Regions from separate parts of the Gasterosteus aculeatus genome. Here region 2 is linked to region 1. Evidence: chromatin contacts called from public Hi-C data. All regions are on one chromosome and are shown on one strand. Each heading gives the region's core, a stretch centred on a gene start, on an enhancer-like site or on the middle of the called end of the contact. The rest is flanking DNA. Distances are from core to core; before and after follow the strand shown.

What was found. Hi-C and Micro-C count contacts between places; a contact is called where the count stands out from the background.
Region 2: a contact with region 1 is called in a Hi-C map of skeletal muscle, with 7 times the contacts expected there. The contact joins the promoter of plin3 here to the enhancer-like site in region 1. A contact is called at or near these places in 4 of 6 Hi-C or Micro-C datasets (skeletal muscle, tail fin and whole body).

What each region holds. Positions count from the first base shown.
Region 1 is chr8:18,619,988-18,625,309 of fGasAcu3.hap1.1, reverse strand. It overlaps sema6bb (sema domain, transmembrane domain (TM), and cytoplasmic domain, (semaphorin) 6Bb), which reads left to right. Exons shown (of 18, transcript XM_078108555.1): 18 at 1-318. Among protein-coding and RNA genes, the nearest start is that of rorca, 13 kb to the right of the region's middle. Within about 2 kb of position 2,614, at least 3 of the 9 cell types and tissues checked have open chromatin away from gene starts, as enhancers often do.
Region 2 is chr8:18,730,867-18,736,188 of fGasAcu3.hap1.1, reverse strand. It overlaps plin3 (perilipin 3), which reads right to left and starts at 2,185. Exons shown (of 8, transcript XM_040185274.2): 1 at 2,051-2,185. It overlaps sema6bb (sema domain, transmembrane domain (TM), and cytoplasmic domain, (semaphorin) 6Bb), which reads left to right and starts at 1,725. Exons shown (of 18, transcript XM_078108555.1): 1 at 1,725-1,825; 2 at 3,711-3,788.

The DNA of each region.
Region 1 (5,322 bases), core at 1,365-3,864:
TTTGCATTTTTACGTAAAGTCGTGGACGTGTTTACTCGGCTCTGATCCTTTCCGTCATGTTTGCTTTTTCTATAGTTTGTTCCTGTGCTAGATATTCGGGTTTGAAATGATTATGGAGTATTATTGTGTATGATTTCAATTCCTCCGGCGCGCCCGGATTCGACGGCGACGATGAAGACGAAACCCCGAAGACTCTCGCGAGGAAGCAGCGCCGACCTGAACCTGAGAGGAGAGCAAGAGGACGAAGAGTGAATGGACTGAAGTTCTATAGCTGCAGAAGGGGATTCTCCCACTACTGTGAAGGACCCCCGTCCCAGACCCCCCCCCCCCCCCCCCCCGCCGCGGCCCTCGAGGGCCCGCCGCCGTCCAATGACAACACATGTCCCTACTGTGTACATAACCTTGATGCTTACATGTAATTTAAGTGCAGTAGCTGCATGAACACACGGCCTCTGTGTGTGTGTACAGAAGTAGCGACGTGTGAATTTGTACAGTACATGCAAGTGTGTGTGTGTGTGTGTGTGTGTGAGTGCGCTTGTGTTCGCAAAGAGATCTGTCCGTCGTCACGCTAAACGAATCACGTGCATGCACCCTCCCACAACTGCCCAGTACACACGCCTCCTCTACACACACACACACACACTCCAGCAGTTGTTCACCATTCTCCACATTGTCCTGAGCTGTGCGTGTCACTCCGCATGGAGACTTTGCTCTATGTCAACTTTCTTATTCTAATAAACCTCTCAGACGTTGATCTCGAAGGTGACATCATTGACCAGCGCGTGTTGTGATTTGTGTCGTTTATGAACATGTGAAACTCGCCGAGGAGGGGTTGTACTGGGACAGAGTGGAGGGGTTGTACTGGGACAGAGGGACAGAGGGGACGGGTTGTACTGGGACAGAGGGGACGGGTTGTACTGGGACAGAGGGACAGAGTGGACGGGTTGTACTGGGACAGAGGGACAGAGTGGAGGGGTTGTACTGGGACCGAGGGGACGGGTTGTACTGGGACAGAGGGACAGAGTGGACGGGTTGTACTGGGACAGAGGGACAGAGTGGAGGGGTTGTACTGGGACCGAGGGGACGGGTTGTACTGGGACAGAGGGACAGAGTAGAGGGGTTGTACTGGGACAGAGGGACAGAGTAGAGGGGTTGTACTGGGACAGAGTGGAGGGGTTGTACTGGGACAGAGGGACAGAGGGGACGGGTTGTACTGGGACAGAGGGACAGAGTAGAGGGGTTGTACTGGGACAGAGGGACAGAGGGGACGGGTTGTACTGGGACAGAGGGACAGAGTGGAGGGGTTGTACTGGGACCGAGGGGACGGGTTGTACTGGGACAGAGGGACAGAGTAGAGGGGTTGTACTGGGACAGAGGGACAGAGTAGAGGGGTTGTACTGGGACAAAGTGGAGGGGTTGTACTGGGACAGAGGGACAGAGGGGACGGGTTGTACTGGGACAGAGGGACAGAGTAGAGGGGTTGTACTGGGACAGAGTGGAGGGGTTGTACTGGGACAGAGGGACAGAGGGGACGGGTTGTACTGGGACAGAGGGGAGGGGTTGTACTGGGACAGAGGGACAGAGTAGAGGGGTTGTACTGGGACAGAGGGACAGAGTAGAGGGGTTGTACTGGGACAGAGGGACAGAGGGGACGGGTTGTACTGGGACAGAGGGACAGAGGGGACGGGTTGTACTGGGACAGAGGGACAGAGGGGACGGGTTTAAACATGCTTAGCGATTGAACTGAGAACAACAACATCACGCTGCTGAACGAGCTTAAAGTCTCCAGATGAGAACGTCATCAAACACTGCGATGCGACCACGCTGTTGCCTAGCAACGCAACGGCGAGAGCGCGCACATCGTTGTGTTGCTGAAGCTGCAGCCTCTGCCGAGTTTTTATACCGTATGCACGTTAACCTTGTCTGCTTGCCGATATTTTATTCAACTGCTCATTCCACAATAAAGAGTCTCGTCTCTCTTTCTGGCTGTTTTTCTAGGCCAGTTGTTCATAATTAATCGCAGTTGTTTGCGCAGGCTGCAGTGTAATAACATAGTGTAGTTCCATTTGTGCATTAGCTGACATTTGATGCAATATATTGTGTAGCCTACTATTTCATTTAACAATAATATTATATAAATGAACCTCCCACGGTTCTAAAGTGTAATGCAGTCAGTGACCTACTTTTACCTGTAATAAGACCTTTAAATGACTCGAGTAGATTTGAATGAGTGTGTTCTCTTGTATAGCAAATTTCAACAATCAAAACCATTTAAGACAAAGGAAAACTACATTTATAAAAACAGAGATTTAAGTCTTACCTCTGTAATCTCTGAGCAGCTTAAACGGCTCATATCTGCACTCTGTTAACGTGTGATACCACCAGTCCTCATTAGAGGGCGCTAGAGCTCTGAATTACATTCTATGAGCGTTAATAAACGCAAAAGACTTCAGTGCAACAATAATAAAAATGTGCAAATCAGAATCATAAATTGTCCCTTGCCCGTCCTGTCTGGACATTTCCTCCTCCCTCCCTCCCTCCGGACCAGCGCCTCTTCTCTCCCGGGAGCATCGGCCCATTTCACATCTGTTGAGTGGTGGAGGACCGAGAGGACCTGTCGGGAGCTTTCTGTCGCTGATGCTTTATGGGTCCTCAGTGCTGCAGTGCCGAATTGATCAAGGAATGAAGGAGGCCGGTGGCCGTGTGTTCTCTCTCCTCTGCAGATTTAGGGCGACTTGTTGTGCCGCTTTGGGATAATTTACAGCTTGTTTACGCCAGGACCAGATCTGTGTTGAAATATGAGGGCGTGTGCATGACACTATGCAGTCCGTCCATCCACCCATCCATCCATATGGGTCTCCATCTGTCTATCTATCCGTTAACCTATCAGTCTATCTATCTATCTTTTTTCCTCCTTCCTGTCCTCCCCCCCCTGCAGCCTCCACACAAACACGCACTCGCTGTCGTTATGATGGATCTGATTGATGAAGAGGCTGAAAGAGTGCCAGTGGGTGAACTCTCCTTGATTTCACTCCCTGCTCCACAGCTGAGCTCCACCTAATGCCAGCTGGCGTCTCAATATTTGGTCTCCCAGAAGCTGCTTTTCCACAAAATAAACATATTTTTTACTGTACTGTTTGTTGGTATACAACAAACAGACAAATTAATAACAGATTAATTGTTTTATTTACCCAATTCTTAACCACCGGCAAACACCTTGAAATTGTCAAACGCGTTTAACAGTTAACAAGGAAAAGTTATTTGATCATCAAATCTTTTAAAAAACGTCCGGTCTGACAGTTTGGTCGGACGTGAACAGCAAACGCTCTGTGATTTAACAAACAGGAGGCCGACGCGTTTGAGCTCGTGGCCTTGAAGACCCCGGTGAAGGATGAGACGTGTTCGGCCTCTCAGTAAAAGGGTTCTTTTCAAGATAGCGGAGCAGCTTTCGAACTCCCACACGCTTTGATGCCAATGAAACAACGCGGCTGTTTAACTTTGTAACTCGTGACCGAACGGAGGTCAAATGAAACAAAAAGCAGCCTGTGCAGCTGGCGGCCCGGGCCTTGACATTGGGTCATGCAGACATTGGTCAAAGGTCGTGATGTTAACTCTTGCGTGTGTGATTCATCAATGCAGGGATGCTTAAATTATAATCAAAAAAAGATTATATATGTAAATACATAAATATATAAGCATTATATATCCATGTGTGTGTTTGGTGTTATCTTCACATTGTGCTTTGCGATAACAAACAGTGACCACTAGGGGGCGATGCAATCCACTTAACTACACGACCACTCAGGTCCGCAAGAGAACATTCGATTATTTAGTCTCCTCCAGCGTTTATTCCCATTTGTCTCGAAGAGAGATACGATCAGTTTAATCCGAAGCACGTTTCCTATTTATCACCGGAATAGTTTTGATATTTTAAACAAAATGCGAAAGGAAATTTAATAATGTGAGCCGAGAGACGCACGGCATTAAAGTGAGGTAATGAAACAAGAGCTGCATGTGTGCAAAGGGGAGAGATGAAGGGGAAGTTCAGTGGAGATGTGGTAATGGACACTACCTTAAAATAAAATGGGATTTGGCACTCAGTGGGAGCAGAGAGCCCCCAAGTGGACACACTGCAAAGCTTCCACGGAAGTACACCTCATATTGCCCATGATGTAATTCTCCTTTTTGATGTATATTCGGAGGTGATCTGGTGCTTTAGAGGGGAGTCTGTGGAAGCAGAGGTAATGCTCGAGGTCCTGTTCCTTTACAATGTTATGTGTTAACTTGTTCATTATCCGTGCACAAAGCATAGAGATACACAAGGTAAGTAAGGACGCCACTTTAGTTCCCTTCACAAAGAGAGCGACCACATGTTTAATTCACTACTCATGTGTCACCGGAAAAAAGAAACCCTGCCTGTTTGGAGGAGTGGAAGCCGTGCAGGGCTCTGCAAACAAAACCTCTACATCCAAAAACATCGTCCCTCCTTTTTTTTGTGTGTGTGTGTCTGTTTTCAACGTGTCCAGGTGTCTGATCGCTGTGCATTACGAGCAATAAACCTCAGCAGCAGCCGCACATCATACGCACATCTGTGGCTTTAGGCCTAATTACAGTCAGGCAGCATGCGTGACTGGATAGGTGTAATTGGAAAATCAACAGGGTGCAGTAAGTAAATGTGTGTCGGTCTAATTGGCAAGTCAGCAGGGAGCGCAGCTGCACCCCGTGCAAACTGTGTGGGAAAGACACGACACACACCTTCATGAACACAAACACCTCTGGGTTTGTGCTTCAGCGTGAAAAGCAGACAGTATGTGAGCTGTAAGTAATGTTTATCCTTCTGGTGAGAAGTTGTGCTGTGTGTAAGGCCTCAGGCACAGCAAACAAAAGCATCACACACAGTGTTATGGTCACACGAGGGATTTATCTGAGCAAATCATTCGCGCTCGTCACCTCTAAAGCGTCGCCGACCACTCAAAGGTTCTTCTACATAGATTCCAAATTTTAAAAAGGGAAGCAAAAGACACCGAAGCCGATTGGGACGTAACAAAGCCGCTTGTTGTCTTTGTTTCCAGCAGCGTGATGATGCAGCAGTAGTTTGATCATTTTCTCACATGGTGCAGTTTCGCCCGAGTTAAGTAAGCAGCTTTCGACAGGTTTTGCATATCAAAGTGTCCGCGGCAGTAAGGCGGCACCAGAGACTTGTATTTGACAGATAATACTGCATTGTGCAAAACGGGCCCATCGCCCTACAGTCTGATATCATAACATTACTGCAGTGTCCAAAGAAAACAGGTTTATTTTTAAGTTGCACCATTTATTTTT
Region 2 (5,322 bases), core at 936-3,435, 110 kb before region 1:
GAATGACTGTCTCTTTTGTAGGAGTGGGTGATATTAATAAAACCTATCATTTTAAGACTGCAGCAAGAATGTTTTTTTTTAAATCAATTTATTTAACTATAGATCATTTCTGGATCATTTAATTTAATTAAAAAATTATCAAAAATATAGAGAAAATGCCCCAAAGGCAGAGGGAACTCTCCAATTATTTTAAACATCTTCAGTAGAGTGGAAACATCAATTAAATCCTAAAGACGATTGAATAAACTTTTTTTCTCACATGCAATTATTTTGATTATCAATTAATTGTTGAAGCAATTTCTGGGAAAGAACACCAATTATTCTCTGGTCTGAGCTTTGTGCAGGCTTTGCTACTTTTCTTTGTCTGAGGCAACAGCAACTTCATATATCTCTGGCTTTCAGATCGTTGGCAGAAAAAAACCTGTAAAAGACGTTGCCTTGGGTTGAGAGAAATTATAAAAAAAGAAATTATGGCTTTTCATTTTCCGACACGCCATTACTCATCCACATGTGCTGCCAGTTGGCCCTGGGAGACTTTAGTGGACTCGGCCTGTATTATTTTACTGAAACACTGGTTCCTCGCCATTGTTGACTGGGTGCAGAGGGCAGACGGATCAAAGAGAGACATGGTTACCGTATGTGATCATACCCGTGGGAGCGTGTTGAGTGCAGCTGGAAATTTTCATCAATGGTGTTTCCGACGAACTGTTCGAATTGCGTTTTGTTGCAACATCATGGTTGAGCAACACATTTTTTCAAGAGGCAGTTGATGACATCTTCATTGGCTTTATTACAAATCAAAGTCTCCCTGCTATCAAGTGAGAGATGAACCTGGGATAACTCTCAGCAACACCACACATAATATGCCGAAGGCAACACAAACGAAGGCATTTTAGACTTTTGGAAATAATTATCCCACTGATAAGCAACTCATAAAATTCCTATTGGGTTACAAGTCAGTTTGTCATATCCTCACTATGTTAAGACACATCATCCCCTTCAGGGAAAAAGGAAACTTCCACGCTCCCGTCGGAGCTGAAAAATTATGTGACCTTTGATATTATTAGAGGCTGGTTTATCTCCAATAAAATATTGAGACACTGGCCATGGACAACAGTGTTGCAGCTGACGCAAAAAGAAAAGCTCAGCTTTGGTCAGTGGGTCAAAGGGGTCTCCAGCTGTTCTCGATCCAAGACGCTGTAGCGGCCCCTGATCCGACGAAGTGAGAATTTAGATATAAGGACAGGAAGTGCTGGGTTCTTGTGTAATATACATTTAAACTTGATGAAATATTGTAGAAAAACAGATCTATGACATCCATTTGCATTGTCTGAAAAAGTAGTGAGAGCAGACCCCGAGGTTCAGGTGTGAAGACCCTCCAGGGGGCGATAACGTGATTACAGGAAAGAAGGAATTGTCATTAACGTTAAGGCCTCTTAAAATCCCTAAAATAACACCGAGAAGAAAAATAAAAGCTCACAGGTCACTTGCTGTCTGGCAGAGGTAACAGTCTAAAACAATACAAATTATATACTAAGCACAGGCTACACATACCGAAGGTTCTCTGTTGGCATGAACTGGTATAATTTCCAGCCTGAAAAAGGCTGGAGAAGAAATACGATGCACTGCTAAACGCTCAGTTCCCGTACAAACATAACGTTACACTGTGTGTTCTGCCGAGTGTATGATTTCCAACCCTTTTCGCCGCTTTCGAACACAACATCGTGTCCTCTCAATAGCACGCGCGGTGCCGCCCGGCCGTTAATTTCAGTTAACGTTGTTGGTCGATGAACTTTACCCCAGATGAGAAACAAGGACTTTCCAGGTACTTCGGCACACAGCGACGCTCTTTTCGTCGGTTCCTCCTTATTTATCACGACTTCCGGGTAAATACCCTCCTCGACGTTAATGGTCAACTTTAAAAAAAGTTTACGTTAAGTGAACGTTAGGTTGGTTTAGCTAACTTTGGTCAGTTTTAGTTAACTTAACGTGACGTTCTTTCGGAGTTGACATTATATTCAAAACAGAGCGGTTAAAGTTCTCCACTGACCTCGCTGGCAGCCTGTTGTCGCTCCTCTGCTCCCTGCGTGACCTGCAGTGTGATGTCGGTCACCGAACCACAACAAGGCCCTCTGTGTCCGGGCCGCCGCTCACTCACACCACGGCCGAAAGGGGCGGAGCTTTGTACGTTTTTAACCAATCGAATCACAGTGCGGAAGTTGCTGTCACAGCAGTGTTACCTGGTGCGATAAAAAGAAAAAAAAACACATCATATAAATGATAACACCAACGCATTTTCTTTTTTAATTGTATGCGTTTATTGCTTTGTACACTCAGATGAAGTTTGGACTTTATCCTATCTTATAAGATATTATCTTATTATCTATTATCTCTTAGTTTATACTGAGTGACTCATTCATACTATTCTTTTAAGTTTTGTATTTACAATTTTGAAGCCTTTGAGTATATCTATGACAGATATACTCAAAGGCTTCAAAATCATTCAATTATAAAATTCTGAATATCAAAGATCCTATGATATTCAGAATTTTATAATTGAATGCTACATCTAGTCTATGCTTTTACATACAAAGCATAACCAGTTTACGTGATATGATACACATAGATTAAAGTAATTGGTACCGGCTAGATCCATAATGGAGTATTGAAGTCCACATCTGATATAGATGTAATTAATTGGGCTAAGATTTCAAAAATCAAAAGAGAACTACTTTTACTAAAGAAACTTCTGACAAGGTCCTCACTGGACATTTTCTGGAGCTTTCATCCACAGAGAACATTTTGTTCAGTTATAAGGCAGATCGTTTATTATGTTGATTGTTGAGTTTTAAAAAAAGGAGGAAAAGACCCACACCTTTCTACATTTTGGACTCTGCAGAAACTGATTCAAACCGCGCAGAACGTCATTAATATATAGCATCAGTGATATTGGGAAGAAGAGGGGCCTGCAGAGAGCCGAGAGGATATTAAAAGTATTAAAGACGGAACCCACTTCAGCCTCAACCTGTTCACTGTATATCCGCCTGGAAACAGATACACGAGTATCAGCTGGCAAAGCACCAGATTTGTTTTTAACTACTTGATTCTTCCTCCACCCGTCATTTCTAAGCACAATAATGCTTTCAAGCTTCACTTTCCCTTTAGGTTCACAAAATACGGGTAACGCTATAATGTTCACCCCCCCTCTTCAGCATTTATCAACTGCAAATACCTAATACATGTTTTATATCACACTATAATGGGGTGTTAAGTATATATATATATATATATATATATATATATATATATATATATATATAATCGATTGATTTATTCACACATTATTGTTCTTCACTATAATGTGCAAACCCTAAATCAGATAATAAACTGCAAAGAGATTCTAAAATTACCTTTTTGTTTTGACGAAGATGGGTAACACTATTATTTAAACCCCCAGTATATAATATTGCTTAGTGGTTATTATATGAATGTAATTTAAAGATATTTGATATCAGATATAATCACATATTTGTAAACTATCACTCCTCGGGTGAGGTTTGTGTAACCTTGATTAAGAATTATGTGTTTTATGTCAACAAATTATGTAATCATTATATTTATAAATCATGTGTGTTTATATAAGCTACAATCACTTATTATGTTTATGAAATAAATATCTATTCATTCATACATTCTTCTTCACTCTGAAGGTCATATGGATACCCAATCTCCTGATAAAGGCCATGAGATGCAACAAGATGCTACAAAAAAGTTACAGAGTAAATCTAGTAAGTGGACCTCGAGTTGCTTTGAGGAGCTCTTATTCATTCATAAGCTGGGTTTATACATCTGTTTTGGATGTAATATCTAACATCTATCACATATTTCTGGTGAGTCACATGTGATTCAGCATGCGCATGCTGGCGATTCTCCGGCCAGGCGGCTGATACTCAACACATGTCAACTGCAATTGACACAGGGAACCCTGAGAGGGCAGTCTTCACCCATTGAGTCAACTTCAACCTTTTTCTCTTTACCAAAGCCGCAGTTGGATTCATTCTCATCTAAATCTTTGAGATACTTTTTTTATTGCAGATTCATTACAACCACAGAGTCTATTTTCTATTAAATATTAAAGATTAAAACATATCCAGGAAAATTAGTCTTTGATGGTGCAGGAGGAATATCAATTCCAATTGCTGCATTCACTTGTTATTCTTACTTTTCTTCTTCATATGGCGCTGCCCCTCAATGAAAGACTTATTTTGATGCAACAAATTCATGAAAACTGTCAACCATGACATTTGTTTGGTAAAAACAGTAGGATAAATACACAATGAGTCCATTTCGGTGTGCGTTTTATCATCATGAAACTAGTACAGAGACTCTCTGCGTATCGCCGCCACTAGAACTCGATTAACTCTCCCTCTCCATTCACTGAGGCCTCTCATCATTCAAGCCATTACGGTCTTCATTATGTGCCCATTTGTATTTTCCCAAACGCCTGCACCGGGCTCCAGAGAAAGGAAATAGATTTCCTCTAACGTGGCCACCAGAAATTCGCTGAATGGGACCTGTTGTTGCTTTGTTTTGGCCGTGTTTAAAAAACAATCCAGGCTGCACTGGGAACAGTTTGTGTTGTGAGACCGGACTGAGGCGGTGAGAGAAAACAGGTCCCACTGACGTTTGTAGTCGTCAGCACAGCGGTGTGGCTGCTTTCCCTCAAACTGCTTGTTGATACGTTTTCATGAATAACCCGAGCAACTTCAACCTCAATATGAAGCACACACCCGCGCACGCACCGGTGCCACCGCGGTGTGTGACGAAGAGTTGGCAACATTTGCCCCGAAGGCTCTCATCTGTTCGCGCTTAACTCGTGACTGTGCTTCGCTGGATCAGTTGATTGAGGCCAAAATTGTTCTGGATATTGAGTAATTGAAGATTAGTAGATAACAGCAAAATCCCCCGTCCCTTGGAGGAAATTGATCACCCCGCTCTCCTCCTCTCCCTCGCTCTCCTTCCCTGACAAGCAGTACATTGGCCATTTTTCCAGAATTGTATTCATGTGAGTGCAGAACACACCAATTCATGTAGATTTCTTTTAAAGATATTTTCTCAAGGTAAATAGACAATCCTGCTCTTTTGGTTATAATAGAGAAGGCACAAGCTGCCATGTACATATCAGCAAATAGAACCAAGAAAATGCGGTATATTGGCTTTAATGCTACAAGAGGCCGCCCCATTTGTTGATCAACGACAGGCGGACAAGAGCAGCCGTTTCAAGCGAGAGCCTTATTGTTTTATTAATCTGTTCGTTTAAAT